Linked DNA regions of Gossypium arboreum: region 2 is linked to region 1. The links are chromatin contacts, called in public Hi-C maps. All regions are on one chromosome and are shown on one strand. The core of a region is the stretch at or near the end of the contact, and the rest is flanking DNA. Distances in the headings are between cores, read along the strand shown. Region 1 holds the start of LOC108484663. Region 2 holds the start of LOC108464347 (mitochondrial uncoupling protein 5-like).

Evidence for each region. A called contact is a pair of places that touch in the nucleus more often than the background predicts.
Region 2: a Hi-C map of leaf shows a contact between it and region 1, with 3 times the contacts expected there. The contact joins the promoter of LOC108464347 here to the promoter of LOC108484663 in region 1. A contact is called at or near these places in 2 of 5 Hi-C or Micro-C datasets (both in leaf).

Annotation. Positions count from the first base shown.
Region 1 is chr11:48,082,819-48,089,933 of ASM2569848v2, reverse strand. It overlaps LOC108484663, which reads left to right and starts at 1,314. Exons shown (of 6, transcript XR_001871290.2): 1 at 1,314-1,712; 2 at 1,790-1,905; 3 at 1,987-2,092; 4 at 2,188-2,241; 5 at 3,238-3,474; 6 at 3,820-3,987. LOC108486112 (kinesin-like protein KIN-14B) reads right to left here. Exons shown (of 23, transcript XM_017789945.2): 20 at 6,938-7,036; 21 at 6,080-6,220; 22 at 5,827-5,985; 23 at 4,594-5,295. The coding sequence ends at 4,840.
Region 2 is chr11:48,286,771-48,293,628 of ASM2569848v2, reverse strand. It overlaps LOC108464347 (mitochondrial uncoupling protein 5-like), which reads right to left and starts at 2,875. Exons shown (of 1, transcript XM_017764610.2): 1 at 1,350-2,875. The coding sequence starts at 2,458. The coding sequence ends at 1,493. TRNAS-GCU (transfer RNA serine (anticodon GCU)) reads right to left here and starts at 5,114; the gene lies at 5,033-5,114.

The sequences.
Region 1 (7,115 bases), core at 65-2,564:
CAAACAAATTATTTTTTGGAATAGGTTTTCTTTTCTTAACAAGTAATTCAATACTTATAGGTGTTAAGGCCCCTTATATGTCTTACATCCACATTGGAAACAGGGTAATGATTAAGGAACGATTACAGGTACCTTAACATTCTTAGGTGTTGAAGTCAGTAAAAATTTTAAAACCCTATCCTTTGTTGTTTATGTGCTTTTGTAGCATTTTAACATTTAAACCAACTTTGACACTCATATGTGTCATAGTTTTTTTAAAACCCTACAAAACCAAATCTTAGACGAAAAATCTCAAAAATTTAAATAATTATCTACATCTATATAAGTCGTCTAGGCGTATTTAGAAACTATTACCTAATTTAATCTTTAAACAATATTTTTAACTAAGAGGTGAAAATCTCGAAAATTTAAAGTAATCTTGTCACTCATAAATGTCAAGATCTTTTTGAAAATTCTAGCGTAACCCTAACTGTAAAATTTATAGATATCTCATCCCACTTGTTTATTTGCATAGAAATCTAAAAATTCATCTTATATAAATATGTATATTCTATACTATCCTATGTAATTGAAAATCCTTATAAATGTTATAATGGTCGCCTCCTTATTACGATTAGATAAAAGACATGTCGTTCACAATGCAACAACAATGGAGTGTTCTCTAGTGTCTTGGTGGTAGCACCATGAACAGCTTACAAATTCTTTAATTTGAAATATTCAAGGCTTTGAAAATGTGATTGAGTAGAAATTTGTTGATCTAAAAAAATATTTATCATATTAACATCACCTTAATATAACATTAAAAAAAAAAGGTTGTATGATACTAACATGTTGCTTATTTCATAACTTCAATCATTAATGGAATTGAGATGATCCATGTACTTGAAAAGTACATGAAAAATAATATCTTGATAATATTAATGATGCAGATTAAAATTTAGATAATGATTAACTTGATCAATGACCAACAAATGATAATAAAAAGCGTATGTTAAATATTAAAGAGTGAATAACTCAACAAATAAACACTAGAATAATTAGATAAAATTGTTTTAATTTTTATTATATTCAAATTTAATTGTTATTAATTGTTTATTAAACTTTTTAGTATAATATTTTAAAATAAAAACTTAATAGTAATGTAATTTAAAAAATTAAGTTGTAATAAATTGAATTTAAAAATAATATTAACAATGTTAAGAGTAAGATCTAAGTTTTAAAATTTGGAAAATAGAAAACTAAAATCTTACAAATAAAAATATAAAGATTAAATTTTAATAAAAAATAGTAAAATGGTTGCATAACGTCGTCGTTTAATACGAGTGGACTACCGTTTGAAACGGCGGGCGGAGTAGGAAAAAGGCTTGTTTGTCACTGATTTTATTGAAACGAAAGGAACCCAAAACAAGCAAATGCCAGTTGCAATAACACCTGGCTATCGCTACTGCCACAAGCTCAACCACCGCCTCTCCGCCTCAATTTCCGCCCTCTCCACCGCCAAAAAACCAATGGTCACTACCGCCAGCAGCTCCGGCACCACCAGCAACGCAGGCGCCTTCACCACCATTAAAGAAACAGTAACATTCGAAAAAGAAATAAAAAAGAGCAAATTCATCGCCGTTGCTGGTCCCATCTCTAACGAGCAGTCCGCTCACTCTTTCCTCAACCAAGTCAAGGATCCGCGTGCCACTCACAATTGTTGGGCTTACAAGGTAATCTAATATGACGCCACGCTTTTCTATCATCTCATTCATCTTGCCTCATAATTGACCTATCAAAAGTTTAATAGGTTGGGGATCAGTATCGGTCGAATGATGACGGCGAACCTTCTGGAACGGCGGGGAAGCCGATTCATTCTGCAATTGTTTCTTCAGGTTTTGACAGAATCATGGTGGTCGTTATTAGGTATATTTATTTACTTTTGACATATATTGCCATGATCAAAATTGAAGGGACAAATAACATGAATCTTCAAATAAATTTCAGGTATTTTGGAGGAATTAAATTGGGAACGGGAGGACTTGTTAGGGCTTATGGTGGAGTGGCCTCGGAATGCTTGAGAAATGCTCCAACTTGTCTTGTAAAATCTAAAGTAAGAATGGAAATAATCTATGTATGACAATTTTAATTTTTAAATTTTATGATTTTAATATTTGGAAATGTTGATATTTAATTGGAATTTTGAAGGTTCCAATGGGAGTGGAAGTTCCTTTTGATCTTTTGGGAGTTCTATACCATCAAGTGAGCAATTTTTTCCCTGTTCAAATTAGTCCTTCTAGAGAGATTCACGAACTTGTAATTCAGATAGCTATAAATGAAAGTTAGGCCTTATGGTCTGTTTTGTTTTGTTAAAAAAAAAAATTTGATATTTTATGGTTAGTGTTTAGTTCTGTTTGTTGTTTGCATATAATGTTTATAAATAAAAAGTAGAAAAATTTTATGCTTCTTTTATATAAATTTCTCTTAATGTGGTTTCTCATCCGATTATTGGCTTATAGCCGTCAGAATGTGTTGGTTATGTAATTTAGTTTCTGATCCGATTAGCATGATTGGAATGTGTGTGATTGTATAATTTAGTTTCTCATCCGTTTTCCACCATCGGAATGTGTGAGGTTGTAGTTTCTCATCTGATAATCACCATTAGGATGTTTATGAATAATGATTGTAACATCCTTGGATACCGCTTGCTTGTTTCTCTAGCGACATGTCCCTTTAGTAACAAGTCAATTTATTCATGTCTATTTGTAAGTGGTAGTTTCAGTTCATCTGAGTCATATTGTGACCTGGAATGAATCATTTTCTGGAACCAGCATGTTACAAAGTAGGTTGTAAACTAAGGATTACAGATGCTGTGATTTGGATCCCAGATTATGTGAATACCACCTCTTAAGGGTAATTGCATGAACAAACCGAGTTAAACTGTGGGTTCAAAAGAAGGGTTTCTCTTAATTAGGGATAAGATGATTTTAAACTATTTATTTAACAAATTTATTTAACTTTTGGGGATCAAAACAAGCTATATAATTTCCTCTCCCATTTTATGCTTTCTTTTTATTTGCTCTCGACTTTATATTTATATTTGGTTTTTAGGAATGTAGAGGTGATAACTAATTAATTTGGTGTATGTAAGTTGCATTATTGAAATTCTTCTAACATTTTGTTACTCTCGTTGTCTTTGCCCTAGAAAGGGGACCTTCAAAATGTATCACATGGTAATCTTGTTCTTCTTTGCTGCAGTTACAATCTTTCGAAGCTGAGGACATCAAACAGGATTATGATACAGGCAAAGATGGGACCACCATGGTTTCCTTCAAGGTTGAATTCGATCGAGCTGAGAAACTAGAAGAGGCTATCAAAGCCAACTGTAGTAGAGAACTCGAATTTTATAAGCATTGAAACTGACTTCACACTTCACCGTAAAGATAGATCCTGTCTACAAAATTTCCCAGCTTTGGTTCAACAGATTTAAGATTGGTATGTGCTGCAAATCTCCTTTCGGAAAATACATTTGTTCGTTGCCTCACATATCGTACATAGTTTTCAAGTTATTGATGGTGACAATAATATCATGGGAACCTTTGTTTTATAGACTTGATTACTAAGTTTTAGTTTACATAGTGAGCTATTCATTTTTCGTGGAAATGCAACTATGAAATTGAGTAGAGGAAGCATAAAGTTTTATGTGAAGGGAGGCAGGGTGAAAGAAATAACTTTTTGGGACCAAAATAGATCTGTATATCTTGTTCTAACTACAACTTCAGATTAGTGAAATAGATATCATGCTTAACACATGCAAGTTGGATGCTTTCAATGGCGCAGGGGTAACGGGTACGAATCTGCCCTTTGGAGGGGGATAATAGCAGCAAACGGCTGCTAATACCCGTAGGCTGAGGCGATGATTAGTAGCAAATGCGAGAGGATAATCAGCGGACTGGGAGTGGACTGAGACTTGGCGTAACCAGTAAACAATGAGCCGTTTAGAAAGAAAGGGGGGTATGGTTGTCCTTTGAAAAGATGCATCTCGATTAAAATTACAATTCAGTTCATATTATTATAAAATAAAATCTCCTTTTGATGACCCCATTGTTGAATTTATTTAATTGGATCAAAATCGAGAGAAGAATTATATCATGAATTGAACTTTTAGGATGCAAATAAAGTTTGAAGCCTGGCTAAAAAGGGGCAAGATTAAAAGGAAATCGGAATTGAACAGAAATATTGTTTTTGGAAGAAAAATCAAAACTAAAGAGAAATGTCACTGAATTTTCGGAAGCTGGAAATCAAAGATGAGAAACAAGTCTTAATTGATTTAATTAAAATTTAAGATAAAATTTGAATTACGAATTATAAATAAAAATAGATTATCCTTGGCAAAAAAAAAATACAAAAAATCCCTAAAAATTCTCTAGAAACATGCCGTTTTGAATTTATAGACTAAAATTCTAGTAAACTATCCTAACCAATTATAATTAAGCTTTATTTACCACATAAAACTTCTTTAAACTAAGCTAAATACCTAGAGCTCTACTTAAACTTGTATGATTCTGTTGCTGTTGGAAATTATATTTGAATGTAAAATTCGGTACTCAAAAATTATGGATGCCTGCATAAAATTGCCACTATTATCAACGTGTGATGTGATACAAGGGGCATCAACAGTTGCACCACCTTCCAATACATTTGACTCGGCAAATCCCTACAGAGCACGTCAAATCACAGGTTTACAACAACACCCACTTTGTCCCTGCAAATCGCAACCCCCTCCTAATGTAAAATCCATCCACACACACACACACACACTCTTCAACATCAGAAAAATAAAACTAACACCCTTTGCATTCACGACTTTACATCTTTTAACACTCCCCCCTTTTCGAGCTCCCCGACTAGATCCCTCAGCGATGGAACCTTCATCGCCAATGTCCTATACAATCTGGAATACCGAGCTCGGGTGCCATCCGCAGTCCTGGCTAGGGCAAGTAAGCTCAGAGCCTCTGGAAGTTCGGAGAATATTTGTTTCATTTCATCCAAGCTCATATTTTCTAAAACAGAGGGTCTAGGAACAACCCTTACAATTTCACCACCCTTGGGTTCCTGAACCTTTGCATCTGCTTTGATAACCAGTTCGGAATTGGAATTTGCTCCACACTTGATGATAAATGGGGTTGTTGAGCCTGTGTTGAATTGTAATACATTCCATTGTGCAACATCTGTATCAGTACCAGATCCCAATTCCCCAGATGGCCTTTGAGCATGGTGTATCTCTGGTGCTGGATCATCCTCTTCACGAACAGACTTCAGAAGTACATAGCAGATTAAAGAGGGGTGAGAAAAACAAATGAAGCACTATAAATGCTAACCTCAATAAAATATAAGATGTAGTGCAGCACTTTTTCATTCAATTGCCAAAAGGGCAGATAAAGTGATGCAACAATGAAATCATTGTTCCTTCTGGAGCACTTGGTAGTCTACTTTGTTCATGTTGTTTGGGCAATTTTGTTACCAACAACCCTATAGCCATAAAGTACAGGTTCGAAGAGTTCTCATTATGCACCAAATACACAAACCACATGTCTCATTCAGAAGAATTGGTGTTGGTATGGAACAGTTTAAGCTTTTGGAAAACATAGGATTCAGACATTTCAGGGATAATAAACTATGGCACAGGCATCTCCATACCTGGCCCTGACCATCCACGTAAATATATAGAAAAGCTACAGAAACATAGTTACAAACTAGTTTGGATAATTCATTTAATGACCAAGTTGGAAGCACATGTATAAGAAATTTTGCAGCAGTAAAGATACTAAAAAGACAATCCCATACCTCAACCACGCGCCGAGCATTGGCAATTTGCCTCTGAGCGCATGGATGATCGATATCAAGAAGGGAGGGCATCCGTTCCCCCAGCTCATCTAGTGATGCTAGCATTGCTTTCTTCTTACTTCTACCCATGCTACTAACAGAAGATTGCCTTGTTATATCCTGGTCAACACATAAGAACAATGTAAATTTTTTTATTACTCTACTGAGAATCATTGAGTAGAAGTAAACAGCAACTTGGAGAAGAGCTAAACACCTTGACTTGCTTCAAGATGCCATCGAGAGAAATCAGAGAAGCTAAACGGGCATCTTCAGCTGCAGTAGAAGGGTTCTGAATGGGTGAACTACCATTCTCCAATGTTAGCAACGCAGCATCATTTCTCATTTGTTGCAAAATCTAATCACAAACAAGTATCATTCTCATCTGTCAGTATATATAACTTCTGACATACAAAATATTAGCGTGTTCCAGCTAATAATATCTTCATGCAAAATTCAGCTAAAAGATCAATAATGCTTTTGAGTATATAAAGGAGATAACAAAGGGATAAAAGCAAGCAGACAATAGTACATAATACAATGGCAACCAGAGATTTGAAATTTAAATGCTACAGAAAAAGAGATCAAATCAATCCTGAATTCTTATTGAACATGAAACGAATTTCTCAGCTTTCCATAAAAGGGTCAATGTCATACACCCTAAGACACCTGGAAAAGAACATTTGAAGATAAAGAATAAGTAACAAATTATTCTACCATCCAGATGCAAGTATTTTATTGATCATAATTGTCCTGATCTATGAAGCAAACTAACCACACTGAACATGCTGACTGGAGTAATCAAGGTCAACCACAAAGATCATCTAAAGAGTCAGGGCCTTGGCCAAGAAGTCACAACAGATACGTCAACCATTCACAACTCTCAAGATCTCTTTCTAATAATGATGAATTTCGCTAAATCAGATTTATGACATTAAAATTAAGCTACCCCGAAAAACTGGTACACACTATGATTACATTAAAAACATTAACTTTAGACAAAACAACAGCTAATCTGTGCATGGAAACTAATTATAAGATATTTATGCGGCAGAAAAAAAAAATGATGGTTCACCTTTCTTCGTTTGTGATCAACAGATTCAAGAGCTGAACGCAACTTTGCCACTTGTGAAGCATCATCAGCCTCTTCTGTTGCTAGGGTTCCAGCAATATCCTAGCAGAGAGAAGAAAAAGGTTATTAGCAATGTCTACACTGAATCACACAATTGGTCTTCTATCCTTTTTTTTCTATT
Region 2 (6,858 bases), core at 1,626-4,125, 200 kb before region 1:
CTTAAAACAAATTTTACTAAATTACCCTTGATATAGGATTTTGTTTTAAAAGTTCAACATTTTTAGTCTTAAATTTTCATAAAATTATAATAATTTAATAAATTCATTTTATTACACCTTGATTTTATTATATGAATTCAACTCAACAACTATTCAACCTAATTATGATAGTTTATTTATATAATTTATAGTTGTTTATTTAGAGAATCACTTTTAATATGAAAAGTGAAGTACAACTAAAATTCATAATATAAACCTCCAAATTTTATGTTCTATTTGTTACGATTTGCGGGTTTCAACAAATTTAAGAAGATTGAGTTTTTTTTAAACTATTGGTTTTTCTAATTATTAATGTTTATGGCAAAATGGGTTTTATTTGGTAACGTAAGCTGTTAACCTTATTTGTAAATTTTATGTAAAATAAAAGAAATGAGGATTTTATTTCCAAAAAAAAAAATCATATAAAGAAACTAGCTACTAAGATTAATAAAATAATTTCATAAAAGAAAAAATTAATCAACCAAAACGAGTTTGTTACGATGAATGCAATAAACCACAAGTAGTATGAAGATAAAGGATAATTTTATCCAAAATTTTAAATTCTACCCAAAATCTTAAATAATCTAAGAAAGAGGCTTTCAAACCTCGGTTCAAACAAGAGTACCCTATGTTAATGTGCCTTGAATGATTCACATCTCAGGGTCAAGTGTTGATAAGCATATTGAACTATTCATGTGACTGAAAACCCTCACAGTCTGGCACAATGACGCAATTATCAGGAGTGCACTTTACCACTGAGCTAATAGTCTCGTCGTGTGGACCTCTCGTTGGGGGCTCGTTATGCCAAAAGCGAGAGAAACCCCCAAAACTTCATCCCTCTCTTTCCTTTTTACGACCCCATGTCGCCACATGGGAGGGACTCAGGGGTGTAAGGGATCCTATCAACTTGTTCTGACCTAGAATAATAAGCTCATGGGCTTAGTCTTACTTCATCGTCGAGAAATGAAAGAAATGCTGAGAATCTAAACACCATAATCTCATTCGAAAATGTAACATTACAGGTCATAAGTAAGATTTGACAAACCAAAACATCCATTTATCCTTTCAATGAGGACTGAAATTTTAAAAATTAGAAAATACAGGGACTAATATCGGAATCAGCCATCCAAATATCTCATGTACCCCAAAAGAAGATGCAAATCCACCTCAATTTTGATAAAGACGTTTATGTTTGTTTGCTGAAAAGGCAATAGTGATTAATGAGTTGGACAACAATAGCATTATTACCCCTATCATGAACCCAAATCAAAATTGAGGTGGATTTGCAGCGACTAATTTACCTACAGTAATTTTAGAGCAAATATCTCATCTATTGATATCATTATTAGAACAAGAATCGCACATCGCGTTTAACATGTAGAACAACATAAAACTGGAAAACAATTAAGTAACTTAAACATTCATTTTCGTCATCGTCTTTGTTATCAATGCCTCAAAAGTCCTTAAGCAACTTCCGGACCTGTTCCAGTGTCACAAACAGCACCACCGTAAATGGTCCCTGTCTCGAGATTGTGGGTATAAACCCTTTATACAAAGCCATCGGCCCTTCCGACTTCACCGTCTTGATAGCACAATCCAAAGCGCCGGCGTACGGCGGCTTTTGCCCTGCCTCCACCTTCATGTTCATCACCCTTGTTTTTATCACATCAACAGGATTGGACGCCACTGCCGCAACAAACCCGGCTGAAAAGCTCGCTGCCACGTGTGTCCCCAGCCCATCTTTCATCAGCCCGTTTTCCAAAATCATCTCTTTGATCTGATCGTAGGAGGCAAGCTGCGATGCCGTCACCAACATCGCACGATTCACCGTCAGCGATGAGCCGCGCCACAAGGAGGTCACGCCTTCTTGTTTGGTCATGCGTGTGATGGCGTCGACAACGCTGGTATAGTTACGACGTTGAGATACGGGAAGGCGTCCGTCAGCTTGCATTCGCACCATCGCCACGTCGGCTGGGTTCCCAACGGCAGCGCCGATCCCTCCGGCGATTAGCCCGGCGGTGATTTTCCGCGAGAGAGGCATGGTTTTGGTCTCTTTATCAGTCCACTTCTGTTTCAGGATGTCGTAGAGTCCCATGCGGGTGGTGGAATAGAGGGTCTGGCGGAGGACGGTAGCAGAGACGCCAGAAAAAAGAGCAGCGACGCCTTCGGTCCGGAAGATCTTGATCCCGGTGGCCACAGGTCCAACACGCGCCGGCGGAGGAGGCATGTGGATAGCAGAGGAAGTAGTAGTAGTGGTTGTCTGAAAGGCTAAAGCAGGGCGGAGTGTTTGAACAGCCGTATTGGGAACATGGCTTTCACCCTGGAGCTGCATTCGGACTTTGATCAAATCAAGCGGGTGGGTCGAACACCCGGCCACGATTGAGGCTATGCCTCCTTCAACAAAACCCTTCACTCCCATAGCGGCACTCTCAAAGAAGATCTAAACTCAAATACTTAAGAACTTTACCAAAATTTGCTTGCAAATCAACAAGGCAATTACTTTGTTTCAAAAAGGCAATAAAAGAAGTCTAAACAAAAAATCAATAGAAGAAAAAGAAAGAGATGGAACTATTAAGACCAGTTGGAATTAGGGTTCATCTCACTGGAAACCAGGAGATGAGAATGGAGACCAAAAGCTATTGAAGAAGAGTGGGGAACGTTAGGCCTTTGAGACATATGCTAACCAAGAAAAATCAGCTAATGAATGGGGTGATTGGCTTTGTGGGCAGGGGAACGTATTTATAGCTGCGACGGCGGCGGTCACGTGGTTCGGCTAAGGCACATGGGAAATACGGGTGTTGCGGGAAGGAGGGACACTTCTTGGGCCGTCTCTTATTGTATACGCGTTTTTTTGCCTCTGGTCTCTTTCTTTTTTTGTGGGTTTCATCAAAGTCAAAAATATCCCTCAACATAGGCTGGAGCCCGCCACAGGCCTATCAGGTGGAGGTGGATGCAAGTCGGCAATTTCAAAATAATTTAGGTTATATATTTTATATGTAGTTAGTGTCAATGGTTTTGTCTTTTAAGTCCTAAATTCCTCTTTTACATATATTTTTATTTTTCATTTAATGTTGTTTTAAGTTTTTATTATTATTATTTTTAATTAATATTTTAAATATATTATTTTAAAAGTTTTTATTTTTAATTCATATTTTTGATTAATAACTTTTTTATTTATAAAATCAAATAATATTATAAAAATTATTATTCTTAATAAATATAATTTTATATGTGTAATATTTATTTTCAATCCATATCATGAGTGTAGTAAATTTTAGTATTTTATATATTTTATATATGTATTTAAAATATTTCATATATAAATATGATGATATTTGAAATAATTAATTAAAATATTTTATATATAAAATATTTAAAAATACCATATCCACAATATAAATGAAAAACAATAAATTTTAAAATATTTTAAATATAAAAATAATAATTATATTTAAAATAATTATAATATTAGTTGGAAATTTGAGTTGAGTGAAATGGATTGGGCGGTCTCACGTTTTTTTATTCCTTATATGACTTTTGGCTTTATTTGGTTTCTTATTAATTTCATCTGCAAATACGTTCATGCATGGTCTTTGACCACTTAAGGGGTGTCTGGTATAATTACGAAACTCTATTCAATTTTCTATTAAAAATCTCTTTAAATTAACTGTGCATCTATGGTTGTTTCACTCCTAACTAGTAATTTGATTCATTCTTTTTAACTGATTATTTTGAAAACTATCAAATAAAATTAATTGCTTAGCAACTAATTAATAAACCAAATTTTTTAGTTCAAAAAGTCGTTTAATCGTCGACTGACTGATAGGTTTTCTTTTTGGTGAAATCGACCGATAGGTTTTTAATTGCCAATTAATTGTCAACTTACTTATTTATTTATTGGTTGAGATATTTGTGAAAGTGGCAGCTAAATATTTCAATTTAATCCCTTTCGAATAAAATAGCTGCAATTTAGACTCTTTCGAAAGTTAAATATTCAACTAAAACGGTAGAACTTCGTTAATATAACCATTTTTAACTCCATCGTAATTCCTGGCTTTTGCCCCGCATTTTGCGTTACAAAGGTGACGTTTTTTTTTTTTTAACACAACAGCCTTAAGGAACTAATATTATAACGGAGGGACGAAGTCATTAGACATTTTGACGTGTCGAGCTGTGATAAGGGGATGGGTAATTGCCAATCAGAGGCATAGGCCATCTCTATTTGATGGTTGTCCTTCGATGTGCCTGACTTTTTGCAGGCTGACTTTTCACAAGTGATTAGCGGTCACCCTCTTCTCTTCAAATTAATTTTAATCTTTGATGTATTACACGGTATATAATTTAAAGTCAATCAACTTAAATTAAATTTTTAATAATATATGATTATTTAATTTATTTACAGTGCATAAAATTATATCTAATAATTTTTTAATAATTTTATAATAACTTGATTATATATTTTTTCGACATAATGATTAAAATTATTCATAACTCATTTTAATCCATAAATAAAAAATAATATATTTCAATTCACTCGAACTTACATTTTTCTCGTTAATGATAATATTTATACCAATTAAATCTTTTAAACATTAATCAAACATTTTTATAAATTAAACACTCAACTGAATCCAACATTATCAATATATAATAACACTTGTTTGTTTGAAGGAGGAGTCCCCTGGAGTTAAATTAAGTTTTTAAAAGAATTGCTTTATTGAAAGTTTGTCTAGTGGAAGGCTCCAAATGAATGTGCTATAACCACCCTTGACTGAGTGGGGTCATTGCATTCCCATTTCAAAGTTGGAACTGGTAAAGTTGAGTAATTATGGGGGCTTTTCAGATGGTGTAAAGGCCATCCACGTGTACATATGTAATTAAACGTTGACGGATACGGGGTCAGCCGGTCAGGCATGACCAAGTTGTGGGATCATGTCATCTTGGCTTTGGGTGCTAAAAGTTTGGCCTCACTGGAATTCGACAAAACTTTAAACGTCGCCTGAGAGATTCGAACTCTCGCGGGGAAACCCCATGTACTTAGCAGGCACACGCCTTAACCACTCGGCCAAAGCGACGAATACGATAACAGATATAAATAAAAATTTTAAAGGCTTAACAATGAAATGAAATAGCGTGAAAATTAAACAGATGCATCCGGGAAGTAAAATTACTTATTTAGCCAAAGAAAACTAAGATGAAGTCAAGTATTTAGTTGTAATACAATAATATTAGCGACCAATAAAGGGATTGTGTACAGTTTGACACTTCAACTAGTAAATTAGTTTAATGTGACACGTTTATTTTAAAACGAAATGTCGATTGTGATATTTTCATTGTCATTCAAGATAGTCAAGTTAAATAAAATAGATTATGTGACCGTCATAGCTCTTCCTAGGTTGCAAACGTAATCGACTTGATCCAAATTTTAAGTAATAAAAATTTTGAAATAGATTTTAGATAAAACTAAGTTAGATTTGTTTATTTAATAAAATAACATCAAATTTGATTTTAAATTAAAGATTTATATTCGATCATTCTTTTGTCACTCAAATTAAATATAAATAGTTAAATTTAACTTGTGAATTCAGAAAATAAATAAACATGAATAGCATATATGTAAAACCAGCGTAACTTTACGTGTTGATAACTCAAAATTGGTTATCAATAGCCACTAAATTCAAATGGGTTACGGAGGAGGAAATGACCTTATTATCAATCTCTGTTGAAGTGGTCAAGAAAGTATGTATTAAAGCAATTGTGTTTAAATTTTACACAAAAATAGGTTATTCGGGGTGAAATATTTTCATATAAAAATAAATTTTTAATTAAACAATCATTTTTGTTAAGTAACTTGTATCATAGTGCTAGATGTGTTCATCAGAAGGGGAAGAGATTGTTGAAGGATCATAGTGTTATATTTGCTGATTATTATTGATGGTGATAGAAATGGGTATCACATTAATTAATCAAATATATTACATATTTTAAAATATAAATACCTTATTGAATGATTTACAAGAATTCGGAGGACTTTATCCCTTTAAAAAGTTTAAAAGGAAAACAAAAGTAAAGAGTATGGTCACATAATGAAAAAGTATATATTCTTCTCCATCTTTTCTTCATTCATTATATAAGAACTTTATTCTATTCCTTCCATTTGTAATTTCTTTTTATCAATTTGTTTGCACGACTGCTGTTTTTTTTTTTTTATAAATTAAAACTATATATATATATCAGACATATTGATTGTGGAATAAATGGCATGTTTAATGAGACATGTTCTGCGAAGGGAATTGCATGCATTTTCATTGTGAGAATCGCATGCATCGCTGTAGCCCTTGAGCTATCAAAGCAGATATGGAACATTCATTTTCCTTTTTTTTTATTTTTTATGAAAAAGGATGGAACATTCATCTGTTCTTATGAAAAAAGATGGAACATTCTTGACGAGTGGATTCCGTGAGAATGAAATTCTTTGCTTCAAAAGGTAGCACGGCTACGCTTTTTGCCATGAAATATTAGCCAACGGCCTATGCCAGGAATTCTTGCACTCCCATTCACCCACGCTGCCAAATTGGGAGTAGAACTACATATGCTTTGTATATACATATATTCAATATTTTACAAAAAATAAAGATAAATTTTAATTTTCCAAAATATATATTACTTATCAAATAATTTAATTAACTAAATTAATTTCTCAAGTAAATAATTTTTATCCCAATTCTAATTCCGTTAAAGTCATAACAACTTAACCGTAAAAAAATCTATAAGGAAATTAATTCTCAATTAATTTCTATACTTAACAAAATGCATTCT